Linked DNA regions of Mus musculus: all the other regions are linked to region 5. The links are chromatin contacts, called in public Hi-C and promoter capture Hi-C maps. All regions are on one chromosome and are shown on one strand. Each heading gives the region's core, a stretch centred on a gene start, on an enhancer-like site or on the middle of the called end of the contact. The rest is flanking DNA. Distances are from core to core; before and after follow the strand shown. Region 1 holds the start of Tubgcp5 (tubulin, gamma complex associated protein 5). Region 2 holds the start of A230056P14Rik (RIKEN cDNA A230056P14 gene). Region 3 holds the start of Zdhhc13 (zinc finger, DHHC domain containing 13). Region 4 holds the start of Herc2 (HECT and RLD domain containing E3 ubiquitin protein ligase 2). Region 5 holds the start of Fancf (Fanconi anemia, complementation group F).

Evidence for each region. Promoter capture Hi-C pulls out the DNA fragments that hold promoters and counts their contacts. Hi-C and Micro-C count contacts between places; a contact is called where the count stands out from the background.
Region 1: a contact with region 5 is called in a Hi-C map of uterus, with 6 times the contacts expected there. The contact joins the promoter of Tubgcp5 here to the promoter of Fancf in region 5. A contact is called at or near these places in 1 of 39 promoter capture datasets (pre-B cells) and 3 of 484 Hi-C or Micro-C datasets (embryonic stem cells, rod photoreceptor and uterus).
Region 2: a contact with region 5 is called in a promoter capture Hi-C map of pre-B cells. The contact joins the promoter of A230056P14Rik here to the promoter of Fancf in region 5. A contact is called at or near these places in 3 of 39 promoter capture datasets (the C10 cell line, cranial neural crest and pre-B cells) and 2 of 484 Hi-C or Micro-C datasets (LSK cells and pre-B cells).
Region 3: a contact with region 5 is called in a Hi-C map of CD4 T cells, with 3 times the contacts expected there. The contact joins the promoter of Zdhhc13 here to the promoter of Fancf in region 5. A contact is called at or near these places in 1 of 39 promoter capture datasets (pre-B cells) and 1 of 484 Hi-C or Micro-C datasets (CD4 T cells).
Region 4: a promoter capture Hi-C map of pre-B cells shows a contact between it and region 5. The contact joins the promoter of Herc2 here to the promoter of Fancf in region 5. A contact is called at or near these places in 2 of 39 promoter capture datasets (cranial neural crest and pre-B cells).

What each region holds. Positions count from the first base shown.
Region 1 is chr7:55,792,836-55,795,535 of GRCm38.p6, reverse strand. Tubgcp5 (tubulin, gamma complex associated protein 5) reads right to left here and starts at 1,411. Exons shown (of 23, transcript NM_146190.3): 1 at 1,196-1,411. The coding sequence starts at 1,341.
Region 2 is chr7:55,961,279-55,963,978 of GRCm38.p6, reverse strand. It overlaps A230056P14Rik (RIKEN cDNA A230056P14 gene), which reads right to left and starts at 1,448. Exons shown (of 6, transcript NR_015495.2): 1 at 1,307-1,448. Nipa2 (non imprinted in Prader-Willi/Angelman syndrome 2 homolog (human)) reads left to right here and starts at 1,486. Exons shown (of 7, transcript NM_001256130.1): 1 at 1,486-1,779; 2 at 2,407-2,527.
Region 3 is chr7:48,787,694-48,790,393 of GRCm38.p6, reverse strand. It overlaps Zdhhc13 (zinc finger, DHHC domain containing 13), which reads right to left and starts at 1,391. Exons shown (of 17, transcript NM_028031.3): 1 at 1,257-1,391. The coding sequence starts at 1,283.
Region 4 is chr7:56,048,855-56,051,554 of GRCm38.p6, reverse strand. It overlaps Herc2 (HECT and RLD domain containing E3 ubiquitin protein ligase 2), which reads right to left and starts at 1,400. Exons shown (of 93, transcript NM_010418.2): 1 at 1,253-1,400; 2 at 607-699. The coding sequence starts at 678. It overlaps Gm34121 (predicted gene, 34121), which reads left to right and starts at 1,505. Exons shown (of 3, transcript NR_166588.1): 1 at 1,505-1,813.
Region 5 is chr7:51,860,923-51,863,622 of GRCm38.p6, reverse strand. Fancf (Fanconi anemia, complementation group F) reads left to right here and starts at 1,356. Exons shown (of 1, transcript NM_001115087.1): 1 at 1,356-2,700. The coding sequence starts at 1,369. The coding sequence ends at 2,400. It also overlaps a transcript of Gas2 not described here.

The sequences.
Region 1 (2,700 bases), core at 162-2,661, 3.9 Mb before region 5:
AATGTAAGAGAGAAGCCCAGTGAAATCTTAACATTTGTCCTCTGAATAATTCTGCTAAATGTACAAAATGAAATACAAAGAAAAGCAAACATATTCATGTACAATTATCAAATATTTAGAAAGCTTTGAAAGGGTCTGGAGAGATGCCTCGGGGGTTAAGAGCCCACGCCATTGCTCAGGGTCCCCAGGTTCTATTCACAGCACCCACAGGCTGTTTATAATCCCAGTTCCAGGGGATCAGCTGCCTTGGGCACCAGGCACACACATGCACACGTGTACACAGAGTCAAATCATACACATAACATCATCAACAACAAAACCTAAAATTTAGCAGTGGGACCAAAGGCTGTCATTAATGTAACAACGAACAACATGTGGAAATAAAGCAACTGTAACACAAGGTGACTGCCACATGTTTTCTACGGGTGACACTGGTGACAGAGTGTTATAGGTATGCTTTTAGTACTTCTGTTATACTATGCAGCATCTATGTCTCTTCCCAACTCTAAAATGACTATCCCCTCCCTCCTATCTGCCACTAGAAAAAATACTTGTGGTACATCTGCTTTTCGAGTTACCTGACTTCTTTGAATCCTTGTTCTTTCTATAGGTTATAACTAGAAATTGCACTTGTGGTTTTGGATCGTTGGCTTGCTTCCCATCAACCTGAGAGGTCTGTAGTCTCACGAACTAGGCAGACACTCACGTCCTGCGCTTAGAATCAGGATCACAGTCTGACAAACTGTTCACTGTTTAGGGTGACTTCTACTAGACATGCTATGTGTTGCTCAATAGTAGAACTTGAATTTGTTTTATGCAATGCAAAGGGAGGACACAGAAGCGGGGAAACTTGTAAGTGGTCCGAGCAAGAGAAGAGGGGGGTTGGTGAGACAAACAAAAAACAAAACAAAACAAAAAACCCCCAAAAAACCTAACAGGATGTGATCAGAATTTGGCGCTAAAAATTCACTTTCCCAGCCATCAAATGACTTTTGATGTGCACCGTACTGCGTGCGGGTGAGCAGAGTCAACAGCTCTCTAGGAATGTGCCGCTGCAACTGCGGGTTTCTCGCAAGGGCACCTAAGGGGAAACCAAGGCACAGCAGCTGCAGCAGACGCAGGGGTGCCGGAGGCCGCACTCCCGACCCGGACCCGCCCGCCCGCGCGACTTCAGCTCGTAGCCGCGATCCCACACCTGAAGTTGGACCAGACGAAGTCCAGGGCCAGCTGGAAGTTGGGGTCCGCCTCGTCCTGCAGCCCCGTAACCTGCCGGACGAGCTCGCACACATCATGCTCCAGCTGTCTGTCCATCCGGCTCCCGGACGACTTAGGCCGGGCCATTGCCGCGGCGTACCTATCAGGATCTCTGCTAAGTGGCGACTGTTCTCGCGAGAGTTCCGCCCGTCCCGGCACCGGGGTTTCGAGATGTGGAGGATGTTTCCGCGAGAGTTCCGGCAGCCCCGGAGCTGTGCCTGGGAAAGGTGCTGATGGGAGTGGATGCTGGTTGCTGGATGCGGTGCGTCCGTGGGTGGGGAAGAGATGTGCTCTTTCTGCTTGCACACCGGGAAATCCGAGAGTCTTCAGACAGCTAACCATTATTTATTATTAATCATTGTTAATAAGGGACTCTGGATACTCCTGATTAACGATTTAAATTCTGATGCATTTTGAGCCAACCAGTTTTTTGGTTCCAGGGTATAGTTTCCGACATTTTTGAACATCGTGACTTATTTGTTCATGCTCCGGCCTTCACTTTCTCCTCCAGACGACCTAAACTGGGCTCTCAGAGCTCCCCAACTAAACACATGCTTCTGATTAGACCAGGAACATATGGTTAAAGCAGCGATAGTGCCCATTTATGTATTACAATGGCTCTGAACCTTCCAAATGCTGTGACCCTTTAATATAGTTCCTCTCGCTGGGATGACCCATAACCATTAAATTATTTCGTTGCTACTTCATAGTTATACTTTTGCTAGTTTACGAATTGTAATGTAACTATCTGATGTGTGATCCCTACTGCGGGTCACTGCCCACATGCTGAAACTGCTGGTTTATTAGTAAGGTGGAGATGTATGTGAGGGCCAGCTGTCTGTCACCCACTTGATGGCCGGGGATGCTTTTCTGTTACTGTTCTTTGTGCACCCACAGCTTTGGGTTAGGCCGACCTTCCCTATGGAGGACTTGTCCTTGTTACAGTACAGGCAGTTGTGCTTTCTTGTTAGAACCCTCGAACAAGTTCTCAAGAAAGGGAAAGTGGCTCTGAGTTCAAGGCCAGCCTACAGAGTGAGTTCCAGGACAGCCAGGGCTATACAGAGAAACCCTGTCTCGAAAAAAAAAAAAAAAAATCAGAACAAAACAACCAAAACAACAACAGCAACAACAAACCCAAAACAAAACAAAAAAAGCTGGCTTACTTAATAAAGTTGCTGGCTGTCAGGCCTGGCTGCTTGCATCCCATCGTGTGGACTCACATGATAGGAGAGAACCATGTCCCATAAGTAGTCTTATAATTCCCATGTGTGCGTACCTCCACCCCATACAAAAATAAATTTTAAAACGTCATTTTCAAAATATAAAAAGGGGAAAGCACTCTTGAGAGCAGACGTGGGCAAAGTCGTCAGAGCAGCAGCTGGAGCCTTTGAGCCTTTATAAATCGTCCGCATTAGGTAGCACCTGCCACCCCAATTGGTACTTGCC
Region 2 (2,700 bases), core at 199-2,698, 4.1 Mb before region 5:
ACACAATATTAGATATGGAACATTATGACTTAGAAAAATGATTTGCGCATTTAAGGAGCCCGCAGCATACTAAATAGGCACTCACACACACACACACACATACACACACACACACACCACACTCACTCCACTGTGTGATGTGAGTACTGGCTTGGAGGACCAGATAATGAGTGTGACAGTAGCTAAAGGATTGTAATGATGAAAGCAGATGGATGAGAAGGATCTGTACCTTGGATGTTTAGGACAATGGGGAGGAGGGAGTGAGAAGGAGGAAGGGAAGGGAGAGGGAGGTGCCACAAGATAATTCTCTACCACGGTTAAATTACAATGCTGATCCCACATACGGCACACACCTGTTCAAATGAACCAACCAGTGCCTTTATGATAATCAACAGGTCTTTGGAGATGTCTGTTGCCATCTTTATCAGTTAAGTTATTGCTGCCTATCAATTTAAACCAAAATGAGGTGGCAATCACTTATTCTTTCTTTTAGGCCGATGGGTCAGTGGGGCAGTTTTGCTGATGTGAACCAACCTGACCCTTGCCAGCAATTCTGAGTTAGCCAGGAAGGAAGTCAGTATGGTGGCTTTGTTCCTGGTCTACATTGTACTACATTTGTTCTCCATTATTCCCTCCTGCCCACCAGTCCGGGCTTCTTATCAAGTTTCATTGCATTTTTCTTTGCTCAATACCATTCCCCCAGCCAATGCAGATTCAGGGAGAGTGGAGATGCAGGTACTGTAAAATTTGTGGACACATGGAAAGGTGGAAAAATTGGAGTCATTCTGTATTTACCTGATCATCAAAGTCCCACTTGCATGTCATCTAGAAATTAGCCTACCCTAAAAATTGAGCAAAATAAGTCCTCAAGAGCCAGTTCTAAGACACTTGGGTATCTGGTTGTCAAGTTCACAGCAGAGTAGCTTTTAAATTAGCTACTTAGCCACTCCCTCAATGTTTTAGACCATCACGTCCAAAGCATTAGCATAGGAGATAGGAAAACTACAGTGCTGTTTTTAATGTTTCAATAAATGTATAATTCATTTTACAAGGATCTCCCTCCCAAACACACCCAAACAAATGTTCTTGGAGTAACATATCCTGTAAACAAGGATTTTCAGCAGCCTTCAATGGTCTTTTCAAAGCAAAAGCAGCCGAGAAAAAGCTATTACTTTGTTTCCTGTGCATCTCGTGGAAAAGATCTCTTGTCCAAATCACAAGGTCCTCCTCCACAAGCTTTACTGTCTCTTCCCTGGAAACCTGCCTCCTTGTCCCGCCCACTTCCGCCCTTTGCGGTCAAACCCACCTCCTCCATCCCAAAGGTCCCACGTGAAGACTCCCAGGAAATCGGATTTTAAATAACAGGGCTGGATTTTTGATGAGTAGGTGAGCAAAGATGACCTTAGAAGGTACGGCTCCTCCGGCTCGCTGTCAGGGCGGGGCGAAGAGCCTTGCGGAGGCGGGGCCTGAGCTGTGCCTGCCCAGCGCGCGCGGTTTACGTCACTAGTCTGCGCCCAGGTTTCCCGGCAGGTTCTCGGCGGCTCTTCTGGTGCTGGCCGCGGTGCGGCCGAAGGCTGTCCGAGGTAGGCTCCTCTCGGCTCTCCCATGGAGGAGGCGGCGCTCACTGCAGTCTCGGATGCACGAACTTCCCGCGGGACGTCGCCGGAGACGGTGGCTGTGTGCGCGCAGGAGCGAGCTGCCTGCGTGGGGGTCTGAGCGGGCACCGGGGTCGCGTCCCGGAGGGAGCCGAGTCGCCCGCCGGCCTGCGACGGCCCTAAGGTAGCTACTTCCTGTAAGCGAGCTCCAGGGCGGAGCTGCGGGCTGTGTCGGCCGCCTGAGGTCGGAGAAGGGCCCCGGGGCGACTTGCTTTTTCGCGTGTTCTGGGGTGGACGCAGCTTCCCTGGTGATCCGCAGTGAGTCGGATTGATTGCCATTCAATCCGGCAGAAGTCTGGCTGGTTGGCCCTGTCCGGTCGCGTACTCGTTAAGTTCTGCATATCAGTTTTATTTGCCTTCGTGAGTTTTCAGAAGATGGTTTCGGCTTGCTGTAACGTTTTGAGCTTGCTTGACTCAGTTCCCTGGCACTTAATAGGGTTTACACAAAATGCAGGGTTTGGGGTTCCTGCTTCTTTGATTTCTCTACGATAATGGCAAGGCATTTAGTTTAGGAGTGGTCTTGAGTGCAGTTTCTTTAGATTCTATATCATGTGCCCGTTTGATACCATATTAATTATTTTTAAAGTTAAAAGAGGAAGTCTGAGATTTGACGTTTTTCATTCCAGTAAGCTGTATGTAGAAGCTCTTACAGTACTTACTAAGTGAAAGAACAGGAAGGCCAGTAACTATATATCTAAGTATTTAGTAATTTTCTGTCCTTTCACCTACTTCCATATTTTCTTCTTTCCAGGGTGGAACTACTCTGCCGTGGTTAAATACTTTAAATGGGAATAAAGGATAGCGTTTCCAAGAAAATGAGAATGAATAAATCATCTCTGTTTTTTAAAAGAAAGACCATATTAAACTTACATGTAAGTTAAAATTTTAATTTCTAACAGTATTGCTAAGTTAGATCGGAGATTAGGTTCTGTAGTATTTTTTTGTTTGGTTGTTTGGTTGTTTTTTGTTTTGATTTTTATAGAGACAGGGTTTCTCTGTGTAGTCCTGGCTGTCCTGGAACTCACTCTGTAGACCAGGCTGGCCT
Region 3 (2,700 bases), core at 142-2,641, 3.1 Mb after region 5:
AGCTAGCTCTTCACGTTATAACTGAAGAAAGCAGCCATGGCAACTATCATTAACAACAGTCTATCTTGCCCCACCAACCTCAACCTCTAAAATCATCCTCTCCCTTCTGATGTCATGGAACCTGAGCTGGGTTATTTCCCTCTTAGCATGGAGGAGTAAAGCTAAGCTCTCACAGGCTTTTATTAATGAGTGACAGTAATTAAGAAATGAGGCCTACTCTTACTGACGTTTGAGCCTGAGAAAAATAATGAGAGACTGTTTCATGTAAAGAGTCTATGTTCTTTCATAGTAATTCAGGCTCCCTGCACATCATTTTTCATTTCTTTTAAAATGCAAGAACTCCCAATAAAAACACCTCAGCATGTTATTTTCCACTTAAACCTACACCAAACTGGTTGAAGAAGAAAAATAGAGAGCTATGAAGAACACTCTTGGGATTGGGGAATTTTTTTTTTTTTAAAGAGTCCAAGCAATGTGACAACCTCAAACTGCTTGAAAAAAAAAAATCAATCTACTTCTAGCATAACTTGAATTAGAGACTGTGTCAGTTTACTCTCCTGTAGATGGGGATTTCTTTTGCTTAAAAACTTTGAAGCTGGGATAAAAAGGTGCACATAAATGCATGTAGCACACGCTAAACATTTGCTAGGATTGAAGAAGCCTGAAAATATTAAGTTGTAATCTATTCAATGCCAGTTATAAGTCTTTAGAGTAGTCACAATCAAAAGGGACAAATTCTTAGTTCTCTTGGCTTTTATAGCTTCCCCTTTGGCCTCCTCTGTCCTCTGGGACTAATCTAGCCCTTCTCAGAATAGAATCCTTGGGGATTTTGCAGATGGTACCACGGAGCGCCCTTCCTCCTGCCTCCACAGCCTTGATGCTTTCAAGGAGTAGGAAGGATGTGGGTAGCAACAAGAGCTAAGACAAGGTGGAGAGAAGGCGGCAGCCTAGGCGCTAGGGCTGATAATTTCTCAACAGAATCTCTCAGACTCCAGGCTAAGGTCTAAGGCTGGCTGTGCTATCTGAGGTGTGTCACCTGACACCTTACAGGTTCCAGCCGACTTAGGCACCGGTGCGTGACGCCCAGCCGCCGAATGGAGGCGACAGGAGGGCCCGGCCTCGCTCTGCGGCCACCGCAAAGGACAAGCAGCATCTTTCTTAGTGTGGCCAAGGCCCAGATCCTGCTGTCCTCGCGGAACCGCCTCACCTGGCCGCGGCTTACGTCCCCACCGCCGCCCACGTCCAGCCGCGCTCACCTGCGAGCCCAGGCCCGGGCCCTCCATCACGACCCGCGCCCGCTCGGCCGCGGCTCCAGCGCAAAGTGGCGGCCGCGGCTCTCCAAGCACGCCTCAGCCGCCTCTCGCCCACTTCCGGCTCGCGCTCCGCCCTCCTAACTGCGCGCATCCTAGGGCTGTCAATCCGCCACGAGAAGCCAATCCCCGATCTCTCTCTCACGGGGGCGGGACTTTCTCACCTCTAGAGAACTGCCGGTCATCCCCGCCCCCTGCCCCGCCCCCGCTATGTTCTTTCCTTCAGCCCCACCCTTGGCACCACTTAGGGTTCCCACTCAGAAGGCTCTACAGGTGCAGGTTCAGGCTGTTGTTATTCCAACGTCCCCGAGTGGGCTACCCCAAAGCTAGCTGTCCTTGTGGAGTTCTCTCCCTCACCTCAATCTTCTCAACTGTGAGTCAAGAACAAACTTCATGTAAGCGTTTGGAAAATTAACTGAGGAAAAGTATTTACAGTCCCACAGCAGGGGTTTTGGCAGATGAAGAGCATCCTGCCTCATGGACAACCTCACAGATGTTAGCTGTTCTAGGCATTGGGAGTTCCTAACTGCTGCTCTTCAGTCATGTGCTCTTGAGCAAGATACTTTTAGCATCAGGGCCTGGTTCCTCATAGAAAGCAGAAGATGTGAGCGGTGGTAAAGGCACTTGCCAACAAGTGTTACGACCTGAGTTTGTTCTCCTGGATCATGGTGGGAAGGGAAAAGTCTTGATGCTTTCCACTGATTCTTACACACACACACACACACACACACACACACACACACACACACACACACAGCTCGTTCACCATGCCACCTCCACACACAAGTAAATTAATAAATGAAACAAAAATACGTTTTAACAAAAAAGAAAGCAGAAAATATGAGAGTTCCACAGGGAGGGTGGAGATATAACTGAATAAGCCTCTCCAGTCCCTTTTGGTAGACTGCATGGAGGAGAGGGCATATAAGTCTTGCACACATTGGTGGGCTATGAAACAAGAATACTCTTGGTTCTTACCAGTGGGGAGCTCTCTCCTACCTCAGTGTCCAGAAAACAATAGGGCTTTCCTGAGCCTGGACTCAACTCCGTTCTTTGTGATAATTCCTTGATGTGTCTGTTACCAAGCCCAGCTTGGTTAGATCCTTAGAGGCTAAGTCAGAATTAATATTGTGACTCTATGAAACCATGAAATAAGTGTCTGGAAATAAAGTGCTGGGTTACCCATGAAAAAATATTACCCTGAAACAGTAAAATTATAAGTGTATTATTATGGTCAGTGGCCCTACTTATTGGGCACACCATAGATTACCCATAAAGCCTACACCCACTGAAGATGGGAAACACTGTGTTTGTCTAGGAACTCCCAGTGCCCAGAACAGCACCGAGACCTAGAAACTATTTACCATAATTACAGTGACTAGATGGGTGG
Region 4 (2,700 bases), core at 151-2,650, 4.2 Mb before region 5:
TATCAGGACATGCCTTTCATCCCAGGACTCAGGATGCAGAGGCCAGCCAGGCACAGTGAGTTAACAGGGAGACCCTTTCTAAAAATAAGAGGGGGGAAAAAAAGAAAAAGAAACAAACAACAGTCAAGTCTTGATTAAGAATGTTGGCAGGACCTGGGATGGAGTTCAGCTGGTAAAATACCTGCCTAACTATACCACATAATCCCAGCAAGGTGTTAAGGTGCTGCAATGCTAGCACTCAAGAGGTGGAGGCAAAAGGATCGGATGTCAGGTCATCCTCACCTACACTGAGGAGTTCAAGGCCAGCCTGGGAATATGAAACCCTGTCTTAAAAAAATAAACAAATAAAAATAAGCCTCCAGAATAAAAATACTGAAAAATTGCATAACTGGATCTCAAGTTTCTTGCACTTACAACTAACTTCAATTAAGCCACAACCACATAGCATCTCTTCAACAGTCATAATAAATGTCACATTGTAAATTATAAGAAATAATCTTCCTAAGACAAGATCTAATTGCCATTCACTCACACATTCTCCTCAAGCAAACATTTTTTATAGAGACAGGAACACACAAAGAAAAGAGAAAACCATGTTCACCCCACCTGGATATCTGTTTTCAACCATTTGGAGTCAAGGCGAGACTGGGCAGCCAAACAGAAAGACTCAGAAGGCATGTTTCCTCCGGGTGGTCAGACCTGCAAGTCAAACACAAACGCTGGAGCCCTCGAGCTTCTTTAAACTGCTATTTACACCATCCTGCTGTTTAACGCGGCCGAGACAGAACATAAAACAGGGAAGGAGAGCTGGGGGAGGGGACGAGAGGATGAGGGATGAGAGGGAAAGCTGGCCCCAGAACGGGAGAAGGGAGGGAAATACCACTTCCAATAGAGGTAGAGTCGCTGGGATTTCCCAATACGCCGGCCGGACCTACAGTGGTCACCGGCGACCACTGCACAATGTCATCCCACTCCTTTAAATCCAAAGGGACACACACAGACACACGTCAGGAAAAAAAACTCACTATCGCAACGACAAATGACACCAGTGTGCATCAGCCGCTATACCTACAGCAGTCCGGCGGAGTGTGGTAAATAAACAAAAGTCATGTCTGCAGATAAATCTACAACAATCGCCTAAATACTAAAAAGACAGCCGTGACTGCGCGGCCTCCGAGGCGCACAGGCCCTGGTTCCTCCGCGCCAACGCCCGCCTTCCGCCCGCCGCTCTCCGGGCCCCGCTCTCCCGGACCTGGCGCCGCCCGTCTTCGGCCCCTCCGCCCTCCTTCGGCCCAGCTCGGCCAGCCCTGGCGCCGCCTGCTCCGCCAGCCGGCTGAGGGAACACTCCCTGCAGGAGCCGGCCGGCGCTCGCGATCCAGTCTGCGGCCCGAAGCGCACGCTGACGCATGGCTGCGCCCGCCCAATAGCGCAAGGGTGAGAGACGGCTTCAGCCAATGGACGAGCAGCGTCGCACGCCCCTCCCCCAACTTCCGCTTCCTTCAGCACGACTCAGCTTCCTTCTTGAGACTCACCCGCTCAGCGAGAGCCAACCGCAGACGCCGGGAGGTGGGACTTGTGCGCACGCACGCTGGCTTGCCCAGTCCCAACCCTTCCCAGACTGTGTTTGCTTCCAGGGACCCGAAGTTGGTAAGGTATTTGCAGCGGGACGAGGTTCTCGAGGCTCCCTGTGCTTTAACGACAGCGTCCTTTTGGCCTTTGAGTCAGTGGACAGAAGAGGAAATTTAAGAAAAAGTAATTGATCCGGGCCTGGTAGTACTCGCCTTTAACCCTGGCACCAGGAAGGCAGAAGCAGGTGAATTCTGGGTTAAGAGACCCTGGGGGAATGGGGGTGCGGGAGTAAGAAAAGAGCAATTAAAATCACACAAAATATGTTCTCTGATCATCATGGAATAATCAAATAACTACAAATAAAACATAACATAATCTTCAAGCATGTGGAAATTAAACTTTTCCATGAGAAGGCAAAGAAAGGACTTAGAACATTTGAAATAGGAACTGGGTGCGATTTGTTGTTTTAAATACGATGGTTCATTTTTTTCCCACGTGTTAGAAGGCAGCAATGAGGGATATGCCACAGTGGTATGGTGGCCCAGTTGCAACGTTAAAATACCTGTCTTTTGTCATCCTTGGTATGTATCTTCAAACTCACTCCCAAGGGTCAAGGGATTTGCCATAGCTCAGACATCACATCTCTGTTTCAAGCAGCAGGAAGCAGTATAAAAGATCCACAGTCTATCACACCTCCCAAAGACTGTGTGACTCTAATTTACTTCTGCTTCAACTCAAAAGTATCTGAACAAGGTTTCAAATTCAACCACATCCAAAATACAGTTAGGGTGGACAGGGCTTTGAACCTGAGGCATGACAGCATAATTACCAGTAGAAGGTAACACCCGAGGAGGCATCTCTGGCCCTTAGGCTCCCTTCTCATGCAAGACACCCTTCGTCCCTCCACATACTGAAGCATGTTTACCTACGTACATTTTTAGAACTGTGTCTGCTAGCTCTAAAAAAACGATGTTTGTAGTCCATTTTGTGTTGCTGTAACAACATGACTGAATAATAAATACAGGCATTTGTACCTCACACTTCTGGAGGCTAAGTCTAAGAGCATAGCACTGGTATCTGGTGACGGCATTTCTGATGTTGCATAGCATGGTATAGAGGCAAGAGAACCCA
Region 5 (2,700 bases), core at 107-2,606:
TGCCTCAAGTGCATAGGTTTCTTGAAATTAAAGTGTTTATCATCTTTCAGCCTCTACATAGATTGTTCCAAATTAAATGGAAAACTGGTTCGAAATCCAAAGTGCATTCTTCTGATGGGAAACTGTCGGAGGGATGCATAGCTACTTAATAAAAGATGGCTACTGTGAAACAAATAATTACTCACTGTGGTACTGAGATTTAACATAATATTGGTTTTGAAAAGGTGAGCACTGGTGAAGTTTCTCTGAACTGTCCCAGCCACTTGGAAATGAAGCTGTTTTGGACTTCTTTCTCACCCTGGATTAGATCTGGTTTTCACTCTGGTGGCTTAAGACTTATTAACGGTTCCCATGGCCTTGAAGCATTTCCAGGTGTATTCTTTGGGCATTCAGTTGAAAGGAAGGTTTAATGGGGCTTTCCCTAACATCTAAGATCTAGTGACTCTTATTTTTGTCTACCGCATTATGAAGTTGAAGTCTCTCTAAGGAACATTAGTGTTTCCTGTGGGACAGGGAAGCTTTAACTACATTTATCTCAACTGCGCCAGTCCTGTCCTTCACTGGCTATCACATCACGTGACTTAGTATTTAGTAAGTGGATGAACCAGTGACCTCTGTAATTCCTAATAGCTACCACCTGAAACTTTAAAACCCATCACACAGACTAAAATAAAATCACAAGGCCAAACACTATAGTCTGGGCTAATGGCTAAAAACTAAACAAAACTGGCTTAACTATATGTTCTGATAAGAATGCCCAGAACTATTCAGAGTCTAGCATAAATGTGTAGATTAATTTTGAGCTTAAACTTTCATTTATTGCATGGCTAGTAAGCCTCAGGATAGTGCTGCCAGTCACTAGGTTAGTCGAGGCAGGACTGCAAACTGAAAGGCTGCTTGCACAATTCAGTGATAGGTTTCCTCAGAATCAGTAAACAATATAAATAAGGAAAAAGGAAAAAAGCCCGGGAACTCACAGCACAGCGTGTGAGGGTCCTGGTTCCACAAGTACCAGGGAAACGGGCCATTTAAGAGCTTTGAGTTCGCAAGCAGATCACATCCGCACTGCTAATAATGATGAACATGGGTCCCCTTTCGGGGAAGCGCCTAAATGTCTACCACTGGCATTTTTAAAACAAAAGAGCACATAAAATCCTAGCGCTCAAACTCGCACTCACGCGTCCTCTCCCAGACCCAGAGTAAAAGCTTGGGACTTTGCCCTAGTTCATTTTCAGCGCCAATGTGCCCCGGAAACCATGGTGCGAGACTGACACGGCCGTCGTCCAATGGCACAGCACGCTGAGGCGGGCGCTCACGCTCATGTCCAATCGGCTCGCGCCTCGGGATGTCAGGGCGGAAGCGGCCGCCATGGAGCCGCTTGTGCAGCAAACCGAGCGATTCTCCGAGCTGTTGGCCGTGTCGTGTGGGTCGCTGGTGAGCACGTGGGACGCCGAAAAGGTGCGCAGGGCGCTGCAGTGGGCGCGTTATCTGCTCCACGTGTACCGACGCTTCGCGGGCCGCGGCCGCGTGCGGGAGGCGCTCGAGAGGCGGCTCCCCGCGCGGGGAGGGCCGCTCGGGCTGCGCAGCTTCGCGGCGCTGGAGTCCGGGGACGCGCGGCTCGCCCTCCGCCTGCTGCGGAACCGCGCGCTCGCGCCCGCCGCCGCCCGCGCGCTGCCGAGCTTGCTGTTCCCGGGCCCCGCCGCGGACCACCGAGACGACGTGCCGCAGTCGCGCCTGGTCCTCCTGGCGCGCCGCGGAAGCGCGCTGCGCCTGCTGTGCCGCCTCGGCGGGGACGCGCCCAGGAGCGCGCTGCTGCGCACGCACGCGGAGCTGCTGGACGCGCGCCTGCACGAGCTGGGCGGGGCCGACTCCGCGGCCGCGCGCAAACTCCTGGACACGTTGTGGACGCGCGGGCCGCGGGAGCACGTGCTCGACGTGACTGCCGAAGCGCTGCTGCTACGCGAGGAAGACCCGGAGCCAGCCCAGGCCACGGACCCTGCGGGTGCGGATGAGACACAGAAACTACTGCGCTGGCTTCTCGAAAGTCCCGAGGTATTGGCCGCTTTTTGCCGCCATCTGCCAGCCAAGCGCCTGGCCTCCGTGGCGGGCTGCCACCACGCACTGTCTCGCGCCTACCTGGACCTGCTCACAACGTGGGCCACGCGGCTGCACTATGATCTGCAAAAGGGTGCCTGGGTCCCTACACAGATGGAGGACATGCCCTGGGAAGAGCTGTGCCTAAGGCTGCAGAGCTTGTGCCATGCCCAGCCATTTCTGCAGGAAGAGGTGCTGGTGACCCTAAGGTCCCGCAAAGCCTTGGATGGAGATTTCGAGGTTCCTGGGATGAGCATCTGGACAGACCTCCTGGTGGTGCTTGAGTGTGGGATCGTGCTAGAGTAGATTCTCAGTTCCCAGGCTGGGCATCTGGACAGACCCTGTCCCATAGAGGGAATAACAAGCATACTTCTCACCAAAGCCTCTATGCACAGCATCCTGCTACTTCTTGACTATGCAGTTTACAAATTGTCAGTGTTCTCCCCAATTCCCTATATACATGCTCCCAAAACCTAATTATTCAGGGGCCAATTTTAAATGGTTCATAATATAAATATATATAATATGCACAATATCTATAAATTTATATATTATATAATATGTATTATATAGAGATTGTTTTTGTTCTGGTAATGGACCCAGGAC